2 separate regions of the Hordeum vulgare genome follow, and region 1 is linked to region 2. A link is a contact called in public Hi-C data. All regions are on one chromosome and are shown on one strand. Each heading gives the region's core, a stretch centred on a gene start, on an enhancer-like site or on the middle of the called end of the contact. The rest is flanking DNA. Distances are from core to core; before and after follow the strand shown.

Region 1 (7,737 bases), core at 3,782-6,281, 140 kb before region 2:
TTCGGATCTGTAGGGCGAGATGAAGAGTTGGAGGTCTCTGTGGAAACTGCAGGTGACTTCAAAATTGTAAGTTTTCACGTGGAGGCTCCCTCAACATTCACTAGCCACAGGTGATGTCCTGCAACACAGAAATATGGCTGTATCCGACGTGTGTGAAGTTTGTGGGGCGCAGGATAACTAGCGACACTCTCTGCTGGACTGTACAATGTCTAGGAGCACATGGGCGTTGGTAAAGTAGGAGATGGTTCAACACATGTCTATGAATCGAGACGACAATGCAAAGATTTTTTTTTCTATATTTGAATCACTTCCTAATGGTGAGCTTGTCGCCGTTGTCACGCTCTGGGCTATCTGGTTGTCACGGCGGAAAGTCATACATGAAGGTATTTTCCAAACAATATGGTTGTCACGCTCTGGGCTATCTGGTTATCGAGGATCTATACCTGCAAAAAATATCAGTAGCGTCCGACTGCAAGGTGGCTGTGGATGCAATCAAGAATGGCACATCGGCGCAATATGGGGTTGTGGTTCATGAAATGATAGAACATTCTGTAGTTTTCCCTTCTTGTTTGGTTAGTCGTGAATTTAGAACCTCCAATGTGGAGGTTCACAATCTTGCGAAGCACGCCTTAGCTCTCGGGTTTGGTCGCCATGTTTGGTTAAGACTGCCCGGAAATTTGAATTTCGTCCCTGTAAATCTAGTGACGGTTGAATAAAGCTTTGTGAGTTTGTCTAAAAAAAAAGAACCTGTATTTCATTTTATTTTCTTGCCAATAATGTGCCAGGGCAGAACAGAAATTATGACAACCACATAGATTTCAATTATTCTGTTAAATGACTTCCGGTATACATACATATTAGTTTTCAGAAACACAACTTTTTTTTAATCACTGTCAGTCACAGTAACATCTTAACAAACTGCACTTCAAATTGCAGTTAGGTTAACACGCGATCATTGCCTTGTGCTGTTTCACTGAAATATCCAAGTTCTCAACAGAAAATATGTGCACCTGAATCGCAGTCATGCTGGTTCAACTGGAAGGTTTTAACCAACAATGGACAATCATCATGTTCAACAGTTACAACTTATGCATATCCTATTGCAATAGCACTTGAAGCAAGGAATGCAAGACTCACAACCGGAGTGGAGAATATACAACAGTTGCAGCAAAACAGAGCATGGGCAGCAACGGCGCGTCATCGAAGAACCAATCGAATCGTGTTTCTTTCTTGCACGAACCACCGAAAGATTACACTAGAAAGCGAGATCGTTCAGAATGACCGTTCCGTATTTTCTTTTTTCCGAGCTACTGCAGAAGCTAGCAGCTGGTTGTTCTGAATAAGTCTGCTCTTTGCAGTGGTGTGAACCTGTGGCCTGGCTTCTGTTCCTAGACTCAGGCACGTCATGGGTATGCTTCCCTTCGTATGTAGTTATCACAGCATGTGGTTCCTGGGAAGATCTCTCGACATGCTTCTTGACGTCGCAGCCTTGGTAAGTGCACTTGTAATAGCTCCTACATGGACAGAGTACGGAACTCAGGTTCGTGGATTTCTTAGATCTCAAAAACTCTATGAGGATACAGTTTTTCAATTAGGAGTACATTCTCTATGCCAGCTGGCTCTAGTGAAAAATAACAGAAGGTGCATCACCAAACAAACAATTGATAAGCGTGCAGATTGTTCGTCGCCACACTGAGAATAAAAGAAGAAACATATTCCTTATTTGACCAACTATCTATGATGCAGTCAAATGTGTACTCATTCAAATAAACCAGAGCAGCAGTTACAGATTCTACTTAGATCAGCAGCAGGATCTTCATATCAGTTGAATTATAAGATAGGCAAGGCATGGATTCTTTGCCAAATGATTCCATGGCCAATTGTACAGAGGATGGATATTGGCTGTCATTAACAAGCAGTAACAGTCGTGCTTTTTAAGCTTGTCACGTGTATATTTCTCTTGAATGCGAATGTAAAGCTTTTTTCATGCATTGCTGCAAGACAAAAAAAGTCCCATGCCTGCGCAAGTGCAAGTGAGCCATGCGTAGTTGTCAATAACAAATATCAAGTTGATGCCAACAAACTCCACAGGCTTCAACATTAACTAATTAGTATTCAAGGCAGTTAGGACACATTTTTCCAAGATAAAATGATAAATAAGAAACTTCAAATTTAAAAAATAAAAAGGGATAATGGCCTTACCTTGGGTGAGGATTTCCTCTCACCACTTTCTGTCCATACTTGCGCCACCTATAGCCATCGTCCAAAAGATCAACATCGCTTGTTGTACTCACAATAATTTTTTGACCTGGTGCATTCCTGCCTCATGGAAATAATAATAGTAAGCTTAAAGATGCTAATTAGGAAGTGGATGAACTTAGCAAAGTTCCAAGTAGGGAGTTCATGTTCAGCTGTAGGAAATACCTTTCATTTGCATCGGCATCACCAACATCTCCATCAACAGTTCTTATTTCACCATCATCTTCCCGGATATCACTTAAACTAGATAATTGCTCATCTCCCTCTTCCTTCGTTGGCAATAAACCATCCACCATCGTGCCATTTGGCGTTATAGGTTTTGGTTTTCCATAATAACCTTGACAACCTAATAGTGATCTGGTTGAAGGTTCCTCGGCATCATTGAGTTCATCTAACTCGTTCAATAAATCACCACAATCTTTAAACCTCTTTGAGGGAGGTTCATGACAGTGCTGACCTCTATAAACTATTTTAATAATTCGTCCATCTGCAGAGTGCTCCACATTTTTTCTGACCGGGCAGTTCAGGGTACATTTGTAATAGCTCCTTGGACACTTCCCGCCCTTGACTGCCTTCTGTCCATATTTACGCCAATTGTAGCCATCATCAGCAGGTTTATCCAGAGTGATGGAAGAACCTTGGAGTGCTTCCAGAAATCCAGCTGATCCAGTGTTGATACTGTCCAGAGTGGTGGATGAACCTTGGAGCACTTGTAGAACTCCAGCTGATCCAGTGTTGATACTGTCCAGAGTGGTGGATGAACCTTGGAGCACTTGTAGAATTCCAGTTGGTCCAGTGTTCATACTACCACTACCAGTATGTGATGGCAAAGTCGACATACCCTGCATGGATGCCGCGATTACAGAAGTGACATGCTGAGGTGTCAGTACTGAAGTTGCCGGTTTGAAAGAAGAAGAATTGTCCACTCGATCAAGTATACTGTATTTAGGAAAAGCTAGTTGAGGTGCAACCTTCGGATGTAATAACGCCGCTTGTTTTTCCTGCAACTCCTTCTTTTGAGCTACCTGTGCTGCCACCTGTGCTAGGTCTTGTTCATTGAACACATCAAAGTTATCCTGCAAAAGATGAAAAATATAAATACCATTTTTAATAAAACATAGGAGTACTATTGCAATATTAACTAAAAAGATGTACGACATAGCATAGGAAAAGTGTGTATTGATGTGGTCTTGGGCAAATATTGATGCATTGGAATCTGGTCAAGCATCATCTCTCGCAAAAAAAAAACAAGCATCATGAGCTAGATTGCACCTATATGGATACACATATCAGTATCGGGGTGATAGTGATACATAAATACGTCATATCTGAAAAGTGTCAATACGAGGGATACGTTTGACTATTTTTGAAAAATAATATAAAAAATATGCTATCAATAAGCATCAAGCCATTTAGCACATATTTAGTCGGTGTAGTCCATTATCTTCTACGCTCTTATATTTCTTTACGGAGGGAGTATCTTCTCATCCATGGTTCCAACAAAAGCAAGAACCAACAGCCAACTTGTTCACCAAACATAAAAGTTCAGTTAAAGAGAAAGGGGGGAGGAGGAGGAGGGTATCAGCAGCCTTCCATTAGAGAGAATTCTGTATGATAGTGGGGGGAAGGGGAGCCGGGAGCACCGGGGAAAGGCGCCCACCACCGGCACTGCTAGAGTCCGAGAGGTATCGGGGGCAAAAAATCAGTATCCGATACGGGTACACTGGTTGCCGAAAGTATCGGTTTTTTCTTGATCATGAGCAAGCAGTACAATACATGTTGGCTGTTAGGTCGACTATGGCAACTCCATATAGCTGATTGTTGACTATACTACTCCGTAAACCATGGTTTGATTGCGGTCAAGGGATGATGCTCTAACTACTAACAGATCACAAATCTACTCCACCATTTCAAGAACACGCAATAAACATCCGGTTCTTTAAAAGATCGCCCGCCCACTAGTGCGTCCTTGTAGATTGCGACAATTAGCTTGTCTAATTCGACCTGTTAGCACGTGAAAGAAATCGGGGCGCGCCCAGCACGTCATGTGCAGCTGTCGGCAAGGCAGAAGGCACACATCGGCGACCTTGACAGTTACTACCAGTGCACGGAGCGAGGCCGACCCGCGATTAATTTGACGAACGTGCAATGCAGGCCATTCGTCCGGGGAGAGGCTGGTCCCCTTGGGCTGGGCCCCCCCAGGGCCAATTAATTCCAAGGGGCGCCAGCGGCAGTCCGCGGAAATCCCGATCCCGCGGCCTAAAAATAGCAATGCGGAGGGTGCTGGATTGGCCACGAATACAGAGGAAAATCTACCCTGTTCATGCCCGATTCAGTATCTGTACTGCTACCAGTAATTACTAATTGTGTTGTACGTACTTGCCACAGATGGAGTACGTACTAGTAGGATTACATATTAATCAATCAAACAGGACGGCAGCAGCGAGCGAGCGAGCGTGCGATTAGGGAGGGGACGGAGGTGAGATGAGATCGATCGCCGGTACCTGGGGGTACCCGAGGAGCGCGATGGCGCAGAGCGGCGGAGGGGGAGCGAGCTGCGCGAGGGACCCCCCGAAGAAGCCCAGCTGCGCCGCCGCCGGCTGCTCGTCGGGGAAGAGGCTCTCGAGCGCCTGCGGGGACCAGAGGCCGCCGCCGTCGCCGATGGCCGACCACTGGCCGGCCGCCATGGGCGAGCACGCGCGCGCCGGCAACGAGCGAGCTGGATGGAGGGAGGGAGGAGGGGAGGTGGATGGATGGATGCTTTCTGCTGTCAGATTGGTCGCCAACGCCAAGTAGCCCAGTATTTATTCCCCGGGAGCGCGTGTGTGCGATGCGAGTGGGCGAGGCAACAAAAAACGCACGGAGGGCGCTGAATGATTGGTGGCTCCAGCTGCTACGTCCAGGGCCCGGCGGAAGCCCGCGGATTCGCCGCTCCCGCCAGGGCCAGGCAGGGGACGGAAGGAGAACCAGCCCGGATACTTTCCGAAACAGTAACGGAGATATTTGTTCACTCGTTCTAAACATGGTAACCCGGCCGAACAGACGGGCCAATCCAGATATCCGTCACTTAAGAGCATCTTGAGCCGCGTCCCCAACACGTCCTTTTCACATCATCTGTTTTCATCGGTCAAGAAAAAATAATCCACTCGTATATTCAGGAATCGATTTTTCGTCGATAATGGTAGATATTGACATCGACGGTCCCAGCCCGAGATCAATGCGCCGGAGACACCGACGAAAGGAAAAACAACGCATCGGCCCTGTCAGGCAAAAAAGGCTTTTTCTTCTCCGGATCCGCCCCTCGCACACGACACCTTTCGCCACCATGCTGATTCCGACGCGGCCCACCTGCCTACCGTCGCTACGAAGGCCATCTCCTAATGGACGGATGTAGGGTTCGCCGCGGCTTCGCCCCCTCCCTGCTTCTTGGCGAGTTTTCTCGGCGCTCTGGGCACGTACGCGGCTGCGCATCCGTCACACCCATCAGGTATTCGACGATTTGCCTGGGCGATGGACTCCGACGAGGAGGAGGCGTTCATGGGGCTACTGGAGGAGGAAGCTGATGACGACGCCCAAGATGAAGAGTACCTCATGGTCCTCGCCGCTCTGGCCGACCTGTTCGCGAGCAATGCAAAGTCGCGGCGAGGTGGCTTGGCGCCGGGCCGACTGAAGGCAAAGCAGAGGCATCAAGTGGAAGGTTATTTATTGCTCTGCACCGACTACTTCGTCGACGTTCCTGTGCATGACGATAAAGTATTCCGGTGCAGTTATCATATGAGCCGGAAGCTCTTCCTCAAGATTGTGAATTCTATCAGGAAATTCGACACCTACTTCAAGTGCAAAAATGATTGCACCATCACACCTGGATTCATCTCGTTCCAAAAGTGTACGACAGCTATGAGGATGCTTGCGTACGGAGCTCCAGGTGATATTCTGAAAGACTATGGACGCATGGCCGAGTCCACCACTGATACATCTCCAACGTATCTATAATTTTTGATGGTTTCATGCTATTATCTTGTCAAACTTTGGATGTTTTGCATGTCTTTTATATATTTTTGGGACTAACTTATTAACTCAGTGGCAAGTGCCAGTTCCTGTTTTTTCCATGTTTTTGACCCCTTTCAGAGGAGATTTTGAAACGGAGTCCAAACGGAAGAAAATCCCCGAAAAGATTTTTTCTGGAACGGAAGAAGATCGGGAAGCTTGAGAGCCAAGGCAGGGGAGCCTCATGGGCCCCACAAGCCCCCACCCCATGGCCAGGGGGTAGGCCGCGGCCCACAAGCTTGTGGGCCCCCTGAGCGCCCCCTGACCTAGGGTTTGTGCCTATAAATTCCCTAAAAATCTCAAAAAAATCAAGGGATCATCGAAAGTACTTTTCCGCCGCCGCAAGCTTCTGTCTCCGCAAGATCCCATCTGGGCACGTTCTGGTGCCCTGTCGGAGGGGGGATTCGGATACGGAGGGCTTCTTCATCAATACCATGACCTCTCCGATGATGCGTGAGTAGTTCACCATAGACCTACGGGTCCATAGCTAGTAGCTAGATGGCTTCTTCTCTCTCTTGGATCTTCAATACAAAGTTCTCCATGATCTTCATGGAGATCTATCCGATGTAATCTTCTTTTGCGGTGTGTTTGTCGAGATCCGATGAATTGTGGATTTATGATCAGATTATCTATGAATCTTATTTGAGTTTCTTCTGATCTCTCTTATGCATGATTTCATATCCTTGTAATTCTCTTCGAGTTGTGGGTTTTGTCTGGCCAACTAGATCTATGATTCTTGCAATGGGAGAAGTGCTTGGTTTTGGGTTCATACCGTGCGGTGACCTCACCCAGTGACAGAAGGGGTAGCGAGGCACGCATCGTGTTGTTGCCATCAAGGGTAAAAAGCTGGGGGTTTCATCATTGGTTTGAGATTATCCCTCTACATCATGTCATCTTGCTTAAGGCGTTACTCTGTTCGTCATGAACTCAATACACTAGATGCATGCTGGATAGCGGTCGATGTGTGGAGTAATAGTAGTAGATGCAGAAAGTATCGGTCTACTTGTCTCGGACATGATGCCTATATGTATGATCATTGCCTTAGATATCGTCATGACTTTGCGCGGTTCTATCAATTGCTCGACAGTAATTTGTTCACCTACCGTGATATTTGCTATTATGAGAGAAGCCTCTAGTGAACACTATGGCCCCCAGGGTCTACGCCACACCATATTTTCAGCCTTACACTTTTCACTTCGTTGCACTTTCCGCCTTCAGATCTCACTTTGCAAACAATCTTGAAGGGATTGACAACCCCTTTGAAGAGTTGGGTGCAAGCTTGTTTGTGTTTGCGCAGGTACTCTGGACTTGACGAGACCCTCCTTCTGGATCGATACCTTGGTTCTCAAACTGAGGGAAATACTTACTGCTCCTGTGCTGCATCACCCTTTCCTCTTCAAGGAAAAAACCTACGCAAACCAGAGAAGTAAC
Region 2 (7,773 bases), core at 903-3,402:
TAATAACACGTAAAGTAAGGCAAGTGTAGCAAAATTAGTCACCAACCAAACAGGTTCTCAAATACAGAAGATAGCAATCATAGATATGGCTTATTATTACGCCTAAAATAAATTCCAAATAAAACTGATAACTAAGATCAGAAATGTCAACACCACTCAGGATATTTTGGAGTATAGAGAGAACTAACAGAATATAAGTGGTGATATAACTCGTATCAAGCAAAAAAGATAGCATAAAGAACCTAACAAATGAGTAAGGACATGTCCTTACCACGAATATACACATGCAAAAATAAGAACAAAATGCTTAAAGATTGTCAATCAAACCTGGGTCAGGATAGCATCATCAGTTGGGAGTTTAAGATCATCCTTAGTGCTACCATTCTCAGTAAGAAGGCTCACCTAAAACAAATAATATAGTAAGTATCGAAGCCAACAACAATGCACAATAAAATTCATTTTTCTTGATTATAACAGAACGTACAAATCCATCCTCTGATATGTCAATCAGCTGATACTCAGTACGGTCTACATGTGGCACCTGAAAAATATAGAATAATGAGTTTATTTGTAAAACAGAACCAACCAAAGTTCTGACTTAAACATTCATAAATAAACTTACATCGCAGTTGTGGGATGAAGGAACAATGTCCTCAAGCTTTTTACCATTGAATATATCTAAGGCAACAAAGTGGCATTTAGCATGACCGTGCTTTCCAGTCTTTGAGGTAGAAACCTCCACCACCTGTAGCACAAAATCACATAAGAGACTCGAAAATCAATGGGAAAAAAGCACCACATAATTGCAGGCATAAGCCTTGATACTGTCTAATCACAGTGATAGCGATAAGAACTTACAGGAAAGAACAGGTGGAGAGATGTGTACTAAAAAGGTAAGAACAACAATCACCATGAGTACCTCACATAGTGCACAACATGCTAGATAAACATGGATAAATTAGTTTTAGCTTTTGAGTCAATTAACTGTTTGTCCCTTCCGAATTTCAAGAAACAGAACAAATTTATGATCGAGGATTTCTTTGGAGAAGTCAAGGCAAAAGATTGAGAAAGAAAGGTATTGCTTCCTCCAGTAGGTCTATGTACATGCAGGAAGCTTTAAATCTCAATCATATTCAATCCAAACATGTCGACAGTGCCTATTACACTTCGATTCCAATCTTAATTTTCCGACGTGTTATAGCTAAATCACCGACTGTACAGATATATAGTTTAAATAGCCTGAGTGGAAATCCCTTTTTGGTTACCAAACTACTCCCTCCGTCCCAAAATAAGTGTCTCAACTTTAGTTCGTTGAGACACTTATTTTGGGACGGAAGGAGTATTTCATTGTACCCCACAAAATACTAGGAAAATATTATTAATATTACAGGAATAATGGACGTTAGCAATTTTAGTTGTATAATATCCCATCACATGACTTCTGTTTGGATATCATCTAGCCACGTCTTCCCCTGTTTCAAGCCCCTCCTAATTAATCGTGCACAGTACATGGTCAAAATAGCTCCCCTCCCCTATAAATAACAACTCCACCCTTTTCCTTGGGCTTATATACTGCCAATCAGTCAATCCACAGTGATACGGAATCCATCCTACGACAACTCTCAAACAGAAAATAGCAGCATCCGGGGATAACAACATCAGTATTCCATCATAGCACGGCGGCCATGAACAACAGCATCGGAATTTCCGATCACACACAAACAAACCATCCAACCGGGATCAGAGGCAAATACGTACCTTGCAGGGGCGGTTCTTGATGACGAGGTAGCCGCCCTTCCGGATGGCGCCGGCCTGCATAGGGTAGGTCTTGGACGCCCCGGCATCGGCCTTGGACTCGAACTGGTGGTCCTCGGAGTCCGACATGGCGACCTTAGTTACTAATTAGCTACTCCCCCTGAACAAACCAAATCCAAGCAACGAGATTAAGGCTTCGAAGCTCCAAATCAAAGAATCCTTGGCCACTATGACACCCGAACTGCCAGAATAGGAACTGAATCCCGCGAGTTCACCTGGGCTGGATGGATCACGACGCGCGAGGAGGAGAGAGGGAGGGGCGCTGATGATGATAAGTGATAAGCTCGCGCCGAATCCTAGGGTTCGAGCGCATTTATAGCGCTAACAGCGCGTGCTCCGGCCACACCCACCTGCCTACCTCTGCTGATTGGACCGACCTGTGAGGATGACGGTGGGGCCGGAGAAGGTGCGGGCCCGCATCTCGGCGGAAGAGGGGCTTTTGTCGATGGGTGGAGGGAGAGATCGGGGCCGTCGGTTTGGTCGGGGGGGGTGGCAACAGGTGTACGGCTGCGGAAGGCAGGGCATCTCTTCGCGTTCGAACCACGCCATGGGGCGGCTCGAGCATCTTTCTCTCTGTTCTTTTCTTCTGCCTTTCTATGGCTTCTTTTCGCTGATCGGTGATCAGAAAACTCAAGTCAAATATCTGATTCCGATAGGATAGGGATTCCTTGCGAGGACGTCACGGTGCACTATATTGGGATGACTGTTGTGTTGAATTGCCTATTTGCTTAGTATTACCTCTGTTTAAAAGGCACAATTAAATTTATGTGCATTTTCATAATAGACAAGGTTTAAGACTCATTGCATTCACTTCTAACAGTTAATTAGTACTTCAAGTCCGGCACACGTATTTAGATCATCAATTTGATTAATTTAATAAGAGACATATATAACAAAAAATGTATCATTAGAAACTTTAGATGTTCTATTTTCTAATGATATAATTTTTATGTTAAACAATATATTTTATATAAGTTAAATTGACGATCGAGGTACACGTACATGCCTTCTAAACTGTGACGGAGAAAGTACTTTTATATGCATGTGTAGTGTGAATGTTATTTTTTACCCCATCTCACAGCCACTCAATAGCCACGTAGGTTCAATAGAATTTTCAAACACGCCTTTTAAACCGTGACGGAGGGAGTACTTTCTTCGTAAGTTAATATAAAAAGGGGGAAAAGATAACGTCCACACGCATTGATCTGCGTTCATTTATGCTTTGCATTAATTTTGGCATTTTTGGCATTCTTTTTAGGCCATGTAGAACTGAGCTCGTGTGTGGGTATTTAGCCACTTCGCCCACACGCCCGTTTTTTTAGGAGGAATCTTTTTGATTTTTGGCTTTAAAATGGTTTATTTTCTAATTAAAAATCTGTTTTTAACATTAAATCCGTCTCGACATGATCTTTAAAAGATATCATGTTGATATATTTTGATGGAAAAAAAATCAGTCAACAGTCGCCATGATGTTACAGTGTAGTTGTCATAGTGTTTACACCACACTTCTCATGACATATTTTATCTATTTTTTCTTCTAGATTTAAAGCTATCGTTATATTTTCAACTATTTTTTACGACAATTTTTTATTAATTAACCATGATAATTTTTAGTAATTAACCACGGCAAATTTAATGTATGGATCATGGCAATTTTTAGTAATCCATCACGGCAAATTGAGTTTATAGATCATGGCAATTTTAGAATTTTAACCATGATCGATGAAAAACAAATTGACCAAAAGTTGTCATGATGTTTATATTCTAGTTGCCATAATGTTTACACTAAAGTTGTCATGACATGTTCTACCTATTTTTTTCTTTTAGATTTAAAGCTATCGCTATTTTTTTAACTATTTTTGACGGCAATTTTTATTAATTCACCATAACAATTTTTTTCATCATGGTAATTTTAGTTTATTGTTCATGGCAAGTCTTTGTTTCTTAATTCCCTGTTTTAGAATATGTCAAAATTTAGTTTTAAATGCAGAAGAAAAAATAGGTGAAACATATCATAACAACTTTAGCGTAAACACCATGGCAACTACAGTGTAACATCATGACAATTGTTGCCCGAAAAAATCATCGAAACATATTGATATGAGATCTAGTTTCGAAGATCTCGTCGCGATGGATTTAATGGTGAAAACGGATCTTTAATCGGATTTTTTATTTATAAGATAAAACATTTTAAAAACCAAAAATCCAAAAATATACCCACATGCATGCATGCGGTGTGGGCGTTAGCTGTTTTGCCCACATGGGAGCGTATGGGTTGTTTCTCTTACACACCACACGGGATGTGTGGGCAACACCCCTTAACTCCCACACGCGTGGCGTTGGATGATCCAGACGTTTTTATATTAGTTTACAAAGGGAGTAATAAATAGGTATTTTTTATTAAATTAATCGACGAGTAAATCATTAGCATAACATTAATAAAATTAAAGTTGATATTTGATCACGCAAGAATACACTACGTTAACAGCAGATATATCTACGTATAATGCTAGCATAGCTAAAACAGAAATCAATAGTAGCGATATAGACAAGTTATACCCACCAATCGGCCATGTAGAGGCCGCGGCGATGGCAGCAACGTCCTCGATGGTCTTCTTCTTAGTTTGGAACTTCTTGACGGTGGCATGATCGACGTCGGTGGACATGGTGATGACGAAGGCGACACAGATGTAGAGGAAGCTGACGAACGGTCGCGACCAGTCGCGTAGGAGACTGTGACATCCACAGCTTTTGTTAGAGTAATTTCTGTAATTAAGCTACAATAATCTTATACTAATGATGCCACGTCGCCGGGATTACTATTGTTAATCTCGCGTAGTTTCAAACCAATGCAAATTAAAATTTTAAAATAAAGTAAAACAATAGAAGTCCCCAATTATCAAAACTAAAACGTTCCAGTTGTAGCAAATGAATAATGATTAATATTTTCTAAAACTAAAATGAAGTAAAGAGTAAAAGATATAACTAAACAAAAGGGTTAAAATAAACTAAAAATGTAAATAAATAAAAGAAAAAAAACGGCCCAACTGGGCCAACCAGCCCAGCCGGCCACCCAGCCCACCATACCCTCGGGGGTATAAAACCCCCCAAACCTAGCCCCACTCCAACTCCCTCCCACCTATGCCGCCACTCCACCCCGCAGCGCTGCCCACCAACCCCCACTCACCCGTCGAACCCACCCATCCCCACGAGGGGAACCTCCCTCAGCGTGCCTCCCTCGCTCGCCTCGCATCCCCCATTGCCACCACCCACCATCGAGCCCCCCACCTCGCCTCCCCTGGTTTCCCTCCCCTCGTTCACCCACCCCCAGCGCCTCCCAGATCCCCATCGCCTCTCGCGCCACCAGGCCCTCCTCCGTCCGCCTCGCACGGGTCGAGCCCCCCACCGGCCGAGCCCCTCGCTGGCCGGCCCTCCGGCGGCCCCTCCTCCTCCGGCCCGCCTCCGACCGAACAAGCCCTTCCCCTCCGGCCCTCCTCCGGCCCGTTCCGGCCGCCTCCAACCGCCGCACCACCGGCTCCCCACCGGTCGGCCCCCTCCTCCGGCTCCTTCCTCTCCTTCGGCCGACCCCGCCGTCATTGGTTCGTCTCCACCGCACCACCAGTCGGTTCCTACATTGCCGGACTGCACCACCTCCACCTCGCCGGTCCTCCTCGCCCCGGCCACCTCTACACCAAGTCGATGCTTACACTACGGCCGCGGTGAGCCCTCGGGATCCTCTCCTCCACCCCGTTTTCCCCGCATTTCGCCGAGCCGGCGGCCCCGTACTCGCACCCACCACCTCGCCTCTGCGCCGTGTTCCCTCTTGCTAGTCAGGAGGAGGAGGGGATTAGCACCTGAGATTCTTTAGAGAAAAGAAGAGAAGGAAAACAGGATATATGTGTGTATATGTATGAAAATATGTGTGTATGTATGATTGTACGTGTATAAAAATTATATACAGATTGTGTGTGTGTGTGTGTTTTCTGTGTGTGTGGGGCCGATGGACCACTACCATGTGGGGCCAACCCCCCACTCTCACTGACATGGAGGCCCCACCCCCTGTGTTGAAATAAAAATGAATAAAAATAATAATATATAATTAATTAATTAATTAAATCAATTAGTGTAATTAGATAGTTTTAGTACCTGTTAAGTTGATAGGAAAATGACATGTGGGTCCAGCCCAATTAACGATTAATTAAAAACTGTTAATTTAATTATGTTAGTTAATTAACCTAAGCAGTATATGACAGCTGCGCCCCACCCCACTAATTAACCTGATTAAATATTTATTAAATCCTAAAAATAAATGTGCGTGTGACATATGGGACCCACTGGTCATATTTGACCTGTCAAAGTTGTTGTTGACTGCTGATGTCATAATTGAAATATCTGAATTATTTAAATCTGATTAATACCTAATATTGAATAAAACTTTAAACATTAATATAAAATAAACCGTAAGTCAGATAAAAATATTTTGAACATGAAAGTTCATCTGCAAAATGAGATGAATCCGGATACGTTATCCGTTCGTGTGTCACACGTCCCTAGCATAGCAAACATGGAACTTTTCAATCGTTTTTATCTGACCGGTAGTAGCGAGAGAATCGAGAAATGTCATCCGATATTTTCCCGACCAGTCTATGACGGATAGCACTGCATTAGCTCATGCCTAACCCTGCTTTGACATGTCTGTTGGGGAACGTTGCATTGGAAACAAAAAAACTCCTACGCACACGAAGACCTATCATGGTGATGTTCATGTACGAGAGGGCGGATCCACATACCCTTCTAGATCGCTAAGCGGAAAGCGTTAAGAAACGCGGTTGATGTAGTGGTATAGCTTCGTAATTCAAATCACCGTCGTCCCACGATCCGTCTCGATCTAGCACCGAACGGACGACACCTCCGCGTTCAGCACACGTACAGCTCGGTGACGATATCCGCCTTCTTGATCCAGCAAGAGAGACGGGGAAGTAGATGAGTTCTCCGGTAGCGTGACGGCGCGCCGGTGATGGTGATGATCTATTCCTGCAGGGCTTCGTCCGAGCACCGTAGAAATCCGATCTAGAGGAAGAACTACGAGGTATAGGTTTGAGTTGCACGTGGCAAAGTTGTGTCTTAAAAACCCTAATACCTCTAGTATATATAGGAGGAGGGGAGGGGCTAGCCTTGGGGCTCAAGGGAGCCCCTAGGGTGCCGACCGAAGTGGAGAGGAGGACTCCAACTCTAATTCGGTTTGGGGAAGGAGGAGTCCTCCTCTTCCTTCCCACCTCCCTCTTCCTTTTTTCTCTTTGGTTTTTCTTCCTAGCTGACATGGCCCTCTTGGGCTGGCCTGGTGCGCCACCCCTAGGCCACCAAGCGTACTCCCAGGTGGGTGGGCCCCTCCCGGTGAAGATCCGTAACCCATTCGTCACTCCCCGTACACTGTCAGTAATGCCCAAAATCTTTCCGGCGACCAAATGAAACAATCCTATATATCAATCTTCGTTTCTGGACCATTTCGGAAACCATCGTGATGTCTGTGATCTCATCCGGGACTCCGAACAACCTTCGGTCACCAACACCTATAACTCAACTATACCGAAACGTCACCGAACCTTAAGGGTGCAGACCCTGCGGGTTAAAGAACTATGCAGGCATGACCTGAGACACTCCCCGGTCAATATCCAATAGCGGGACCTCGATGTCCATATTGGATCCTACATATTCTATGAAGATCTTATCGGTTGAACCTTTGTGCCAAGGATTCATATAATCCCGTATATCGTTCCCTTTGTCCTTCGGTATGTTACTTGCCTGATATTTGATCGTCGGTATCCCGATACCTGTTTCAATCTCGTTACCGGCAAGTCTCTTTACTCGTTTCGTAATACAAGATCCCGTGACTATCACTTGAGTCACATTGCTTGCAAGACTTATATGTGATGGTGTATTACCGAGTGGGCCCCGAGA

The links. Hi-C and Micro-C count contacts between places; a contact is called where the count stands out from the background.
Region 1: a contact with region 2 is called in a Hi-C map of leaf, with 4 times the contacts expected there. The contact joins the promoter of LOC123425451 here to the promoter of LOC123425450 in region 2. A contact is called at or near these places in 3 of 6 Hi-C or Micro-C datasets (leaf and seedling).

What each region holds. Positions count from the first base shown.
Region 1 is chr2H:118,293,557-118,301,293 of MorexV3_pseudomolecules_assembly, reverse strand. It overlaps LOC123425451 (probable WRKY transcription factor 4), which reads right to left and starts at 5,031. Exons shown (of 5, transcript XM_045109157.1): 1 at 4,764-5,031; 2 at 3,231-3,335; 3 at 2,425-3,101; 4 at 2,203-2,319; 5 at 969-1,514. The coding sequence starts at 4,946. The coding sequence ends at 1,256.
Region 2 is chr2H:118,148,539-118,156,311 of MorexV3_pseudomolecules_assembly, reverse strand. It overlaps LOC123425450 (eukaryotic translation initiation factor 5A-like), which reads right to left and starts at 2,152. Exons shown (of 6, transcript XM_045109155.1): 1 at 2,031-2,152; 2 at 1,759-1,915; 3 at 623-745; 4 at 485-541; 5 at 328-402. The coding sequence starts at 1,884.